Linked DNA regions of Sus scrofa: all the other regions are linked to region 3. The links are chromatin contacts, called in public Hi-C and HiChIP or PLAC-seq maps. All regions are on one chromosome and are shown on one strand. Each heading gives the region's core, a stretch centred on a gene start, on an enhancer-like site or on the middle of the called end of the contact. The rest is flanking DNA. Distances are from core to core; before and after follow the strand shown.

Region 1 (2,948 bases), core at 275-2,774, 1.5 Mb after region 3:
ATCTTTTATTATCATTTTACTCAAACTTTAGTAATTTTGTAATTATGGAAGGAGGTTAAGAGACCTACGCTCTCAAGTACTGGGCTAAAGTTTCTTTGCTTTGAAGACAGAAGTCAAGGTTTCTCTTACTGGTGAGAAAAAAACTGCTGTTCACCTTTAAGATGTCTTCTATTTCACAAAACAGGGACACCTCTTGGTAAGTTATTTCTACATGCAGTTTAGCAAGCTGTTTAGAATGGAAGTTGTGGAATCTAATTAGATTCCAAAGCTGAAGCTCTCACTGACTTACCAGGACAAACTCCTCAAGGACTCAGTTAACCTAACTGAAAATTGGGAATAAAAATACTACCCACCTCTGAAGGTTGCCCTAAGCATCAAATGAGATGATGACTATAAATTTCTCAGCCCAGTGCCTGTCTGTGGTAAACGCTCAATAAATGTTCATTCTCCTTATTTCAGAGGGAAAGACACACCTCCCAAAATGCCAGCTCTACCATTTGAGAAGTTAGTAGCCGAGGAAAAGGTCACCGTTTTCGTATTGTTTTCAGTATTCTAATGATAGGCACTGGATCTTTTGGAGAGTATGTAAAACTTGCAGAAAAAAACCGTAAAAGTCATGCAACTGCGTTCCCGCGAGGTGTGAGATGTGCTTGCTGTGGGTTTTTCTCGCGGCTGGAAGCACTGGATGGCTTCCTCCGCCGCTATCTGATACTGCTTCCCACTCCCAGAGTAGCACCCTTACCCAGCATCGGCTCAGTATCAAGCTCAGAGATGAAGCCTGGATTTTTCGCTTCTCTAGGAAGAACCTGTTTTGTGACCTTGAGAAATCAATTCAGTTACTTTAGTCCCTCAGTTTTCTCTTACCTGCTAAAAGTGGGGGAGACGGCGGCTTTTTCTTTCCTTTTAACATACTGCTGCCTATAGTTAGCGGCCCGGCCCTGAGCAAGCTGGGACAACTCCTAAGGCAAAGGCTGGGAAAGCAAGGATAGAATGGGAAAAGGGAGGCGTTTCCTGGCACCACCCCTCCACCCTCAGACCCTTGCAGACCCGGTGAAACCCCCTCACCCATTTCGAACGTGCCAAGAGACTGCCTCTCGAGAGCTGCACAGTCACAAAAATGGAGCAAGGAGGAAATCAGAGTCAGACCCTACGGTAGAAGAAGGCTCTAAAGAGGAGGACAGGGATTGTGCCGTGGTGCAAAGAAGTCAGCCTACGGGACCCCGCCCGGGACAGGCAGGGCCGTACTCGCTGGGACATTCCGCTGGCCTGGGAGTCTGGGCTGCAGCCGGAGCGGACAGGGCAGCCCCTATATCTCACCGTACTCCACGGTCTCCGGGTCGGGCTGGAAAGTGAAGTGAGCCACCTGCCGCTTCTGGGCCGCATCCCCGTCGGCTGAGGCAGGTTGCAGGAAGCCCCGCAGCAGCCCCCCGCCACTCAGGGGATGCCAGTGTCCCTCCACCCGGGCCACCCGGAGCCGCAGTAGCCGTCCCACAGCAACCGCCGCTGCCGCTGCCACTGCCGCCATCCCCACTCGCCGCCGATGTTTGCAGGCTACTCTGCCACCCTTTGCCGGCAGGGAGGGCGGAACACCAAGACGGCCCCCACATTGGGTGGGCCGAAGGGGCGGTCCCGGGAAGCAGACCAATCAGAGTTCGGAATTCGGGGGTGGGGAAGACGACGAGAAGACCCGGCGTCGTTCTCCCGTTGTGCGCATGCGGAAAGGGGGCTGGGGCGGGAGCGAGCGGGCAGGTGAGCTCCAATGAAATTGTTCCCGGAGGTGGAGTCTTCCCAAGGTCTGCTGCTTGGGGCAGGGCCGCAGATCTGGTCTGCAAAGTTCCACGCTGTGCCTGGGTTTGTTCCTTTCCTGTGTCGTCTGCCTAATGCATTCAGATAGCTTTTTCATTTTAAGATTTATATGTCCTTTTGAAATGAAACCCTTTTAAATCCTCTCCTGTTCTTTACCTCTATTATTCTATTGATTGGTATTGGTTATTGGTTTTTTGAGTTTCAGACGGCTGTGAGAAGCTCTGTTCTAACCCTGAGCTCTTTATTCAAACCCTTCTAAAGTGCTTAATAAGTATGTATAGATTTTTACTGGTTTTGTTTTTCTGGATTTAAGTGACAGTGAAAGAGGTAAACTTAAGAGTTCACCCCGCAAACCCACTTTACAGGAATTCAGTTGCGTTTTTGCCCAGGTGCAGCAAAAATGACCTGAAGAGCTTAGAAACCTGGAGAAATTGAGAATCCATTCATTTACATTTAAAATAATCAACTTTGTAAATTTTCCTGTTAAAAATCCAAATGTTTAAGAGGATACCTTCTCTGTTCATGAATTTACACATTATAGTAAAATATGATTAGAGACAAGGGTGAAAGTGTTTCCATCAGATGAGGGTGGGAAGGTAGGAAAAGAATGGCCCAAAACAGAATTTGAAGAAGAGAGAGGGAAAGAATGAAGGCGAAGGAGCAGGAGAACGAATTTCCCCTTATGCTCTTTCTGGCCATCCAGCCCATCCTTGGTTTTACAAAGAGGCAGAGGAAAAGAGAGAGGAAATGGGGTGAGAGGAAAGGCAGAAATGCACCAGCTGCATGTTTTCTGATTGGGTTTGAGAAGCAGGAATTCAAATCTGCCCAAAGGAGGAAGTTCCCACATGGCCTAGCCGGTGAAGGATTCAGCAGCTGTCACTGGTTACCGCTGTGGCAAACTTGGATCCCTGGACTGAGAACTTTTGCATGCTGTGGATTCTGGCAGAATTTTTTTTTTTTTTTTTTTTTTTTTTTTTTTTTTTTTGTCTTTTTTGCTATTTCTTGGGCCGCTCCCGCGGCATATGGAGGTTCCCAGGCTAGGGGTCGAATCGGAGCTGTAGCCACCGGCCTATGCCAGAGCCACAGCAACGCAGGATCCGAGCCACGTCTGCAACCTTGCAACCTACACCACAGCTCACGGA
Region 2 (3,031 bases), core at 371-2,870, 1.4 Mb before region 3:
AACATTTACATTTAACATTTTGGCTATGGTGTCAAGTTTTCTGGTTTGTGTATTAGACGTTTTTAATTCTTCAAGTCGCTGGTTCTTAATAATCAGAAACACCTGGAGATCTGCTAATGTTAAGTAATTCTGGGAGTTTCTGTTATGGCTCAGTCTATCAAGAACCTGACATAGTGTCCGTGAGGATGCAGGTTCAATCCCCAGCCTCCATCAGTGGGTTAAGGGACATGCCTTGCCACAAGGGTATAGGTCACAGATGTGGCTTGGATCTGGTGTTGCCATGGCCGTGGCTTAGGCCTCAGCTGCAGCTCCGATTTGGTCCCTAGCCTGAGAACATCCATATGCCACAGGTGTGGCAGTAAAAAGAAAAAAAAAAAGTAATTCTGAGGAACGATTTACTTCAGAATGCTTGAAAGTGATCATTTTAAAATAAAGCATTTGTCTTACAAGTGGTTTTAATTTACTCTTGCTATAACTTCTGTCAGCTCAACTAAATCACTGTTATCAGGTGGAGTGATGCTTAGCACAAAAAAACAAAAAACAGCAAATATCCACAGTAAAATGCAAGATCTTATGTCTACATCAAGACAGGCAACAGCACTGAACTTGGAGAATTTTTGTCCTTCGATGCGTCATGACTTACGTATGGGGCAAACAGTTTGGTATCTTTTTTTGTAATTTCCCCCCCCCAATGTTTTGATTGCTTTAACTACGATCTCCAAATCAGATTTTTTCCAATCTTCATAGTTCTTAAACTTCATAGAACTCTAAGAAAGTCTAAGAATAACCAAAACAGTATTTACTTAGCTCAAAAAGTAGCCTTGTGCCACTTCGTCCCTTCCCTCAGGGTAAGTGAGAAGGATGGAGACCAAACAAGTGACTATTGTTATGTTGCAACTTCAAAAGGCTTGGGAATCAAAGGTGAGCTTAGTTAACAACTTCCTGGTGACTAATCGGACTTCCTCGATTAAACTTCTACACTCTTTTCCCACCTCCCACGGAACCTTAACGAGGGAGACCATTCGCGCGTCCTCTTAATATTAAAAGAACCCCCCAGATGGAAGAGACCGCGCGACGCCTCAATTCGCCCAACAAAGAAGGGACTCCGCGCGCTTTCCGCGCACAGGTGCGACGGCCACCCCAACCCCGCGCACCGCGCGGCCCCTGAGCAGGAGTCTCGGCCTGGCCACCCGACGCCCTGGCCCCGCCTCCGGCCGCCGGGCCCTGACCGCCGCTGCGCCCCCCGCCCGAGCTCGGCCGCGGGCCCCGCGTAGCTACCGCTCCCACGGCAACCGGAGGGCGTCCGGCCGGCTTCGCAGCTCCAGGCGGGGCCGGGGCGCCAAACCCCCGACACTACACCTGCCCGCCCGCGGGGCGTCCCGGCGGCTCCGGAACGAGCCGGGCCGAGGGGGCCACTAGGGGCGGCCGGCCGGCCTCGCGACCGCGCTGGGGGCGGGGACGCTGTTACCTTCCTCGGGCTCGACCGCTCCCTGCCGGCGCCGCTCTCCTGGCAACCGCGGCAGCGACACGGAGGCCGGGAGCCGGAGGGCCTAGTGACAGCTCCCAGCGTACACCGCGCCCGCGCCCACGCCGGCGTCGACGTCCGCGGCCCTTCGTCCCCGCCCCCGGTCGGTTCTTCGCCTCCCGGCGCTGGCTGTCGCCACAGCGCCCTCAGGCGGACTGTTGGGGAAGCGGCCCACTGCCGCCTATTGAGGGAGGGGGATGGAAGGGGAGGTAACAGGTATTTTCAGCCAGCCCGCGCCAATCCCAATTCCGCGTGATGCTAGGAATCGAAAACAGCTTTTTTTGCTTAACTAATTCTAAGCCCAGAGAAGTTAGAAGACTTTCGAAGTTAGGAGATAGATAGTTGTTATCATATTAGGAACTTATTTTGATTCTAGAACCCCAAATCATGTAGTTCCATGGAGGATTGCCTCCTTTCACCTAAAATGTCGGGTCAAAAAATCATAGATTTTTCTTGAGAATGTGTGACTAAATATAAAATATAACAATCCTTAAAAACAAACATCAATATGTACGGTATCCTGTGTTAAGAATGTTACATGTTTCAACATAATGTGGCAGCATTTAAATACCTAAAATCTTTGATGTTAATGGTGGGAGATATGCAGAGTTGACATTGTGGAGGGAAATAATCAATAAACTAATATATGACAGGGATAGAAAAGAGTTTTATTTAAGCCAAATTGAGGACTATAGCCTGGGAGACACAGACTGAAGATGTATTTGAATTGTGTTCCACCAGACTACAGAATGCTGGAGGCTTATAACAGCAAAAGACACAAAGTCACGTAAATTATTCGTCAAGAATTAAGATTAGAGCTGGCAGAAAGGAAGGGTCCTTGTTAAATAAGGATTGGTCCAGCTCTGAAATTGTATACTTATAAGGGGAGGCCTTGAGACTATAAGGTTGCAGCTGACAGCTGCTAGCAGATGTTGTTTTGAGAAAGGCTGAGGGTGTCCTTGAGTCTGAGTGATATAGTTTAGAAAATTCAGATTCTTAGTGATACAGGAATGTGTCTGAAGCCATATCCACGATGGCCACCTGGCTCCATTTGAATGCCTGAACCACAGTTATGCCATTGTTATTTTTTTAATGCATTATTTTCTTTATGGTTAAGGCAGATGTACAATGTTTATTTAATAGACCACGAATAGGCTCTATTGGTTAACCTTAAGTTCAGGTCAAATCATGTTTAAGCCAGAATGACTTCCCCGTATCTTACTATGGGAAAATTTCTTTCATCAAAACCATCACCCTGGGGTGTTTCCGTCATGGCTCAGTGGTAACACATCTGACAAGGAACCATGAGGTTGCAGGTTTGATCCTTGGCCTTGCTCAGTGGGTTAAGGATCCAGCGTTGCTGTGGGCTGTGGTGTAGGTGCAGACGTGGCAGAGATCCCAAGTTGCTGTGGCTCTGGCGCAGGCCAGCGCTTCAGCTCTGATTAGACCCCTACCTACCCTGGGAACCTCCACATGACTCAGATGTGGCCCTAGAAAAAAAGGCAA
Region 3 (3,141 bases), core at 183-2,682:
TGTCCTTAACCCACTGGGCCACAATGGGAACTCCTATCTATGATTTTTCTTAATGCCTAGGTAGAATGGATGCACTCACGCTTGGAAGACTGGATGCAGGAGTGTGCTTCGGAATAAGCGATGGGCTCACGAAAACTATATGGTCGTCCTAGCGAACCTTTCTCAGTCCCCCGCCCAGGGACAAGTGCTTAGGGATGATGGCCTCCCTCTGAGGTCCAGCGGGTGCCTACGCTTAGGCGCGCAGCTCCGCAGGGCACCAGCAGGGGGCGGCGTTGCCCCGCAGCTGGCTGCTCCGCGGGTGACTGTTCTCCCCCTCCCCGACCCGCGCCTCCCCGCCTCCTGCTGGGAGCGGGGCCCTAGTGACGAGGCCCGGGCTCCCCAGCCCGGAGAGGGAGGGCTATGCTTCCTTGCAGGCCGGGCGGCTGGGGTCGAGCGGGGCCATGGGCGGGAGTATCCAGCCCGCCTCTGTCCCCGCCGTGGCCTCAAGACGAAGGAAAGTGGCTCTCAGTTTGGAAAAGGGTAGCGAGCGGCCAGAATTGACGGCAGGAAGAAAGGGGGCGCTTTCTAGCAAACGCGGGCCTCGAGCGCTAGTGCCCGCGGAGGTAAGGCCACACTCCTTTCAAGCCGCGGAGGCGCCGGGAGTTGTGGGTGTGGAGGAGGGACGGTCGCAGACTTTAAACTCGTGCTTTCGCGGGTCGTGGAAAACTCGCTCACTTCACCCTGACATGTGCATTCACTTGAACAACGCAAACCTTAGTTGCCGGCGAGGAACGCGCTTCACCTCCTCAGCTTCTGGATGGAAGAACGCTCAGCCGAGCTTCCGGCCCCGCGACCTAGCGGCCGCCCACCCCTTGCGCCCCGCGTTTCCAGGCCAGCGTGCCCGCCCGGCCGTCCGCTCGGGGACGCGCGTTGGCCCGAGCCGCGCTCCCGGCCGCCGCGAGCCTCGGGTGCGCTGGGCTTGGACGCACGCTCGGCTCCGCCCCCGCGCTCCTCTGGCTCACCCCAGCCCGGCGCGCCGCCTGAGGTTTGAAGAAACGAAACTCGGGGAGCCTGCCCTGCCCGTTGCGCGCAGACACTGATTGGCACGGGGAAGTGGACCCCTTAGTTCACACTGAGGCCGAGTTTATTAATGCCATAACCGCTCTAGTGCTACCCCACACACTGTTTAAAAGGGAGGTCAAGAAGACCCTCTGGAGCCCCCGTCACTAAGCTTTGATGACGAGCCGCATCCGGCGAGAATTTTGAGAAGTTTCAGCAGTTACGCGATTTTCGCCTTGATCCGGTTTTGAGGGCCAGTGAGGACTCTTGAAGTATCTGAAGTGTCTCCTCCTTGGGGAAAAGGAAGAGAGGCGTGGGTGGGTGGGCGTCCCTACATCAAATCTACCTACAGGAACTAAAGTGAACTCACGCACCGCCTCCAGCTTCGCGCCCTGGGGACCGGTCCTCAAGGAGCGCGGCTCTGCTGGGCTCCCGCCGCGGGCGCTGGGCGGGCGGGGGCGGCTCCCTATGCAGATGAGGAGGGTGTGGCGAGCATGCGGCGCCGGGCCCCGGAAGCGCCAAGCGGCCACGGTATAAAAAAAGTACTGGAGACCTTTCGCCCGCACAACTGCTAAAGCTCCAGAGACAGGAGCGTGTGCGGCGGCGGCAGCGACAGCAGGAGCCGCCACCTCTGGGACCACCGCGGCTGAGGCGCGGGCGGGGTCGAGGGGCGGGAGTGGCCGGCGCAGGCGGCAGGGGTCTGGAAAGGACTAAGTCGCTCGCCACTGCCGGGAGCGTCTTCGCGGCTCCTGGAAGTGTTGCCGCCTCGCAGTTCCTCCATCGCCGCGCTCCTAGAAGGGGCGGCCGCCTCCAGGTGACACAGACGGGACTCCCGCTTGCGCTTTCCAGATGCATCAGAGATACTTTTGGTGCGGGGCTGTTCTGCGGGGCGCGGCGCGCGCGGCTGGGGGCTGGGGGGCCTGGGGCGGGCGCGTCTCCGGGAGCTCCCGAGGCGGGAGGCGAAACGAGGAGGGGGCCGCTCCTTCCTCCGGGGGCCCGGCTCAGCCCCGCCGCCGCGCGTCCTCACCGCGCTCCCCCCACCCCCGTTTTCTTTTAGGACTGACCAGGGCCAAGTGGCATTCGGCGGGCATTTCATGGCGGAAGGCGAAGGGTACTTCGCCATGGCCGAGGACGAGCTGGCTGGCGGTCCCTACATCCCCCTTGGCGGCGACTTCAGCGGCGGCGACTTCGGCGGCGGTGGCGGCGGCTTCGGCGGCGGGCACTGCTTGGACTATTGCGAAAGCCCCACGGCGCACTGCAACGTGCTGAACTGGGAGCAAGTGCAGCGGCTGGACGGCATCCTGAGCGAGACCATCCCGATCCACGGGCGCGGCAACTTCCCCACGCTCGAGTTGCAGCCCAGCCTGATCGTGAAGGTGGTGCGGCGGCGTCTGACCGAGAAGCGCATTGGCGTCCGCGACGTGCGCCTCAACGGCTCGGCCGCCAGCCACGTCCTGCACCAGGACAGCGGCTTGGGCTACAAGGACCTGGACCTAATCTTCTGCGCCGACCTGCGTGGGGAAGAGGAGTTTCAGACTGTGAAGGACGTCGTGCTGGACTGCCTGTTGGACTTCTTACCCGAAGGGGTGAACAAGGAGAAGATCACACCACTCACGCTCAAGGTAAAGCTACCCGAGAGAGGCCGGGGGCCCGCGGCGGACCAGGCGCGGGCGTGAGGCGCTAGGCGTGGGGGGCGCACGTTTGCTGCCCCGTCTCGTGCAGGAGCTTTGGCTTATTTTGCATTTGAGTTTTTTTTAATGGGTAAACGAAGATGCGTGAGCTGCGTTGTGTGTTCTAGTTTACTTGCTGCTTCAGTGCCCCAACTCTTCTGCTTCCTCCTCAGCTCTGCCTTCTCTTCCTTCTCCTTATATTTTAACTCTTGGCTTTCCTTGCTTGAGTCCTGTCTAGAGTAGATTCAGATCCGCGGGAGAGTGAAATGATGTAAATCTCTCTCTCCTTTTTTTTTTTTTTTTTCCTTCTTTTGAGTCATTTGATGATTTAGTCTTTGGGAAAAGAGCAGCCTGCAGCAGAGTCGAGTCAATGGATTTATAATTGTTTTGGAAAATGTGAATAGATTTCCTAGCTGCCTTCAGCTGACTGCTT
Region 4 (3,052 bases), core at 314-2,813, 1.4 Mb after region 3:
ATGCGCCTTTACTGAAATCTTTAAGTGTAGTGGAAGCTAAAGCTGAATACCGCCTGTGAAAAGAAACAGGTGAGTGAGTTATGGAGGCAAATAAAGTAATTTGGGAGTTCCTGTCATGGCGCAGCGGAAACAAATCTGACTAGCCATGAGGACGCAGGTTCGATCCCTGGCCTCACTCAGTGGGTTAAGGATCTGGCATTGCTGTGAGCTGTGGTGTAGGTCACAGACTCGGCTCGGACCTGACATTGCTGTGGCTGTGGTGTAAGCTGGCGGCTACAGCTCGGATTCGACCCCTAGCCTGGGAACTTCCATAGGCTGTGAGTATGGCCCTAAAAAGACAAAATAGATAGACAGATACATACAGATAGATAGATAGAGGAAATCTGGCAAGAATGAAATGAGGGCAATGCTTCACTGAGACTATCTGACTCAAATTCTGCTCCTGAATATCTGAGAGGAATCAGGAGAGGCTGAGTAGGTCAGAGGTTATGGTTCTTGGCCTGGGTCACTGTCAGCAGATTGTGGGATGAAGGAAGCCCTGAAGAGAAAACAACAAGGAACTCTATTCAGTACCTTGTAATAACCTAGAAGGGAAAAGAATCTGAAAAAGAAATGTGTGCGTAACTGAATCACTTTGCCATACCCCTTAAACTAACACAGCATTGTAAACTAAGTACACTTCAATTTAAAAAGAAGAAAAAAATAAGGAGTTCCCATTGTAGGTCAGCGGGTTACAGACCCGACTAGTATCCGTGAGGATGTGGGTTCGATCCCTGGCCTCGCTGCATGGGTTAAGGATCCGGTGTTCCCATAAGCAGTGGTGTTGGTCAAAGACACAGCTCAAATCCTGTATTGCTGTGGCTGTGGTGTAGTAGGCCAGCAGCTACAGCTTCGATTTGACCCCTAGCCTGGGAACTTCCATATGCCATAAGTGCAGCCCTAAAAAATAGATAGATAGATAGATAGATAGATAGATAGATAGATAGATAGATAGATAGATAGATAGATAGATAGATGGAGTTTCTGGTGGCTCAGTGGGTTAAGGATCAGGCATTGTCACTGCAGCAGCCTTGGTAACTGCTGTGGCATAGGTGGGATCCCTGGCCTGGGAACTGCCATATGCCAGAGGTGTGGCCAAAAAAATAATAAACAAAAAAATAAAGTTTCCGTCTGAGTTTTGAGGCAGTGTCCCTTTTTTAAAGAACAAAATGCTCAAGTTCAATGCCTCCAGGATCTTGATTAATTAAGCATGTAATACTGCATTTGTGTGCGTTCCCTTTTGGCTGAAGAAACAAGTCTCTTTGTTTCTGCTGGACTCCAAGCTGGCAGCGACCAGAAGAGAAAAAGATGAGGGTCAAAGCAGCAGCCTACAGAGATGAGGAGAAATCCCTCATTACCGATGATGCTTCAGTATCCTGAAGCCAAAACTACAGAAAAGGAATCTTTGGGCTAATTTAAGCTTGGCCAGATGCCACCACTTCTGGCTGGTGGCCAGAGGCCCTCGGCTGGGAGAGGGCTGGCAGGGTGCCCCTGGAGAAGGTCAAGCATTTCATTGCTGAAGCTGCCATTGGGTGTGTCTGCTCACTTGGAAACTAAAAACTCTTTGATCCAACAGGCTTCCCCAGTGGTTCCTTAGCACATGACACCTGCCAACCTTTACCTAACTGATCCCACATCCCCTCTGCCAATCAAAGCAACCCAGAATCCTACAGTCAATGGGAACAGAAAACAAAGCCCCAGCCTTGGACCCTCTATGGCTTTACATATAAGGCCTTGCTCAAGGATCTGGCAAAGGTCATGAAAGCTTTCCTCCACACATGGTTCTATGTTTGGGCTCCTACCAACTGACTAGAAAAATCATTTTTCCTGGTAAACTTAATTACCAGGTGACTTCATCACTGCATGGAAGGTGCTAAACAGTGGAATTCCAAGTAAGAATTGAAGCATGGGCTGCATGGCTGTGTAATAACCTACAGTTTTAGATTCAAGCCTCCTGAGACAGGTAGGTTTTGTCACAACGACAGCTCAATATCTAAGCCTTTCGCTGTTAAGCTGCCATGGCCACCAGGCACTCTACTTCTAGAAGAAAGAGCATTCTCAGTTGTAATGTAACGGCTCTATGATTTGTTCCCTTAAGACAAACAATACAGAATGGATTCCCAGATATTGAGTAATCTGAACTGCCTGTAAAAAAAAAAAAAAAAAAAAAAACCTGTTATACTAGTCCCTTTCACCCCTGATCATTTCTGGGTTCTAAAAAGAAAATCCTTGAGAACTATACTCAGTATTTTCCCTATAAGGGAAAAGAATCTGGAAAGGTATATATACCCAAGTCCCTTTGCTATACACTGGAAACTAAATGTTGTAAATCAACTAAACTTCAATTTTAAAAAATGAGAATTTTGAGGAGTTCCTGTTGTAGCTCAGCAGTAACGAATCCAACTAGGATCCACGAGGATGCGGGTTCAATCCCTGGCCTCGCTCAGTGGGTCAAGGATCCGACAATGCCGTGGGCTGTGGTGTAGGTCGCAGATGTGGCTCAGATCCAGCACTGCTGTGGCTGTAGGCCAGAAGCTATAGCTCTGATTTGACCCCTAGCCTGGGAACTTCCATATGCCACAGGTGTGGCCCTAAATAAAAAAGAGAGAATTCATAAAAATTAAATAAAAAGAAAAGATTTCTAATTCAAAAATTATATTTGAGTCAAATGAGCAGCAATTCTGAACACAAGGAAAGTAAAATTGGGGGGAAAAAATCACTGGATTCAATGTGTAAAAACTAGAAAATGAGCTGTCCCAACTAAAACAATTATAAATGCCCCCTGCATCCAAATCCAAGAAAGCCTAAATGCTAAAGCAAAAAGTTTGTGTTTTTCCCTCTGTTACAAGTACCAGACTAGAAGAGGATTTCCAGAAGACCCAGCCAGCACCACACTTTGTAAGATAACTTAGCAACATCCTCCGTAATATTAAATGAACAAATGATATATGTCATACTTGACAGGGAAAATAAAAAACAAAAGACCTTTTTACTCTCTCTTAATCTATATTGT

The links. Hi-C and Micro-C count contacts between places; a contact is called where the count stands out from the background. HiChIP or PLAC-seq counts read pairs in DNA pulled down with a chosen protein or histone mark.
Region 1: an H3K27ac HiChIP or PLAC-seq map of skeletal muscle shows a contact between it and region 3, with 6 times the contacts expected there. The contact joins the promoter of BCKDHB here to the promoter of FAM46A in region 3. A contact is called at or near these places in 2 of 2 datasets of contacts at active chromatin or transcription factors (alveolar macrophages and skeletal muscle).
Region 2: an H3K27ac HiChIP or PLAC-seq map of alveolar macrophages shows a contact between it and region 3. The contact joins the promoter of DOPEY1 here to the promoter of FAM46A in region 3. A contact is called at or near these places in 1 of 47 Hi-C or Micro-C datasets (embryonic fibroblasts) and 1 of 2 datasets of contacts at active chromatin or transcription factors (alveolar macrophages).
Region 4: a Hi-C map of mesenteric adipose tissue shows a contact between it and region 3, with 2.7 times the contacts expected there. The contact joins the enhancer-like site here to the promoter of FAM46A in region 3. A contact is called at or near these places in 1 of 5 promoter capture datasets (fetal skeletal muscle), 12 of 47 Hi-C or Micro-C datasets (embryonic fibroblasts, fetal heart ventricle, fetal skeletal muscle and 8 more) and 2 of 2 datasets of contacts at active chromatin or transcription factors (alveolar macrophages and skeletal muscle).

What each region holds. Positions count from the first base shown.
Region 1 is chr1:86,016,055-86,019,002 of Sscrofa11.1, forward strand. BCKDHB (branched chain keto acid dehydrogenase E1 subunit beta) reads right to left here and starts at 1,525. Exons shown (of 10, transcript NM_001123219.1): 1 at 1,318-1,525. The coding sequence starts at 1,525.
Region 2 is chr1:83,135,821-83,138,851 of Sscrofa11.1, forward strand. DOPEY1 (protein dopey-1) reads right to left here and starts at 1,621. Exons shown (of 37, transcript XM_021091876.1): 1 at 1,469-1,621.
Region 3 is chr1:84,543,601-84,546,741 of Sscrofa11.1, forward strand. FAM46A (protein FAM46A) reads left to right here and starts at 1,433. Exons shown (of 3, transcript XM_013992805.2): 1 at 1,433-1,852; 2 at 2,096-2,660. The coding sequence starts at 2,133.
Region 4 is chr1:85,987,513-85,990,564 of Sscrofa11.1, forward strand. All of the region lies in intron 3 of BCKDHB (branched chain keto acid dehydrogenase E1 subunit beta), which reads right to left. Among named protein-coding and RNA genes, the nearest start is that of BCKDHB, 29 kb to the right of the region's middle. Within about 2 kb of position 1,564, at least 17 of the 83 cell types and tissues checked have an H3K27ac peak or open chromatin away from gene starts, as enhancers often do. A contact at or near this core is called in mesenteric adipose tissue, where this site is marked.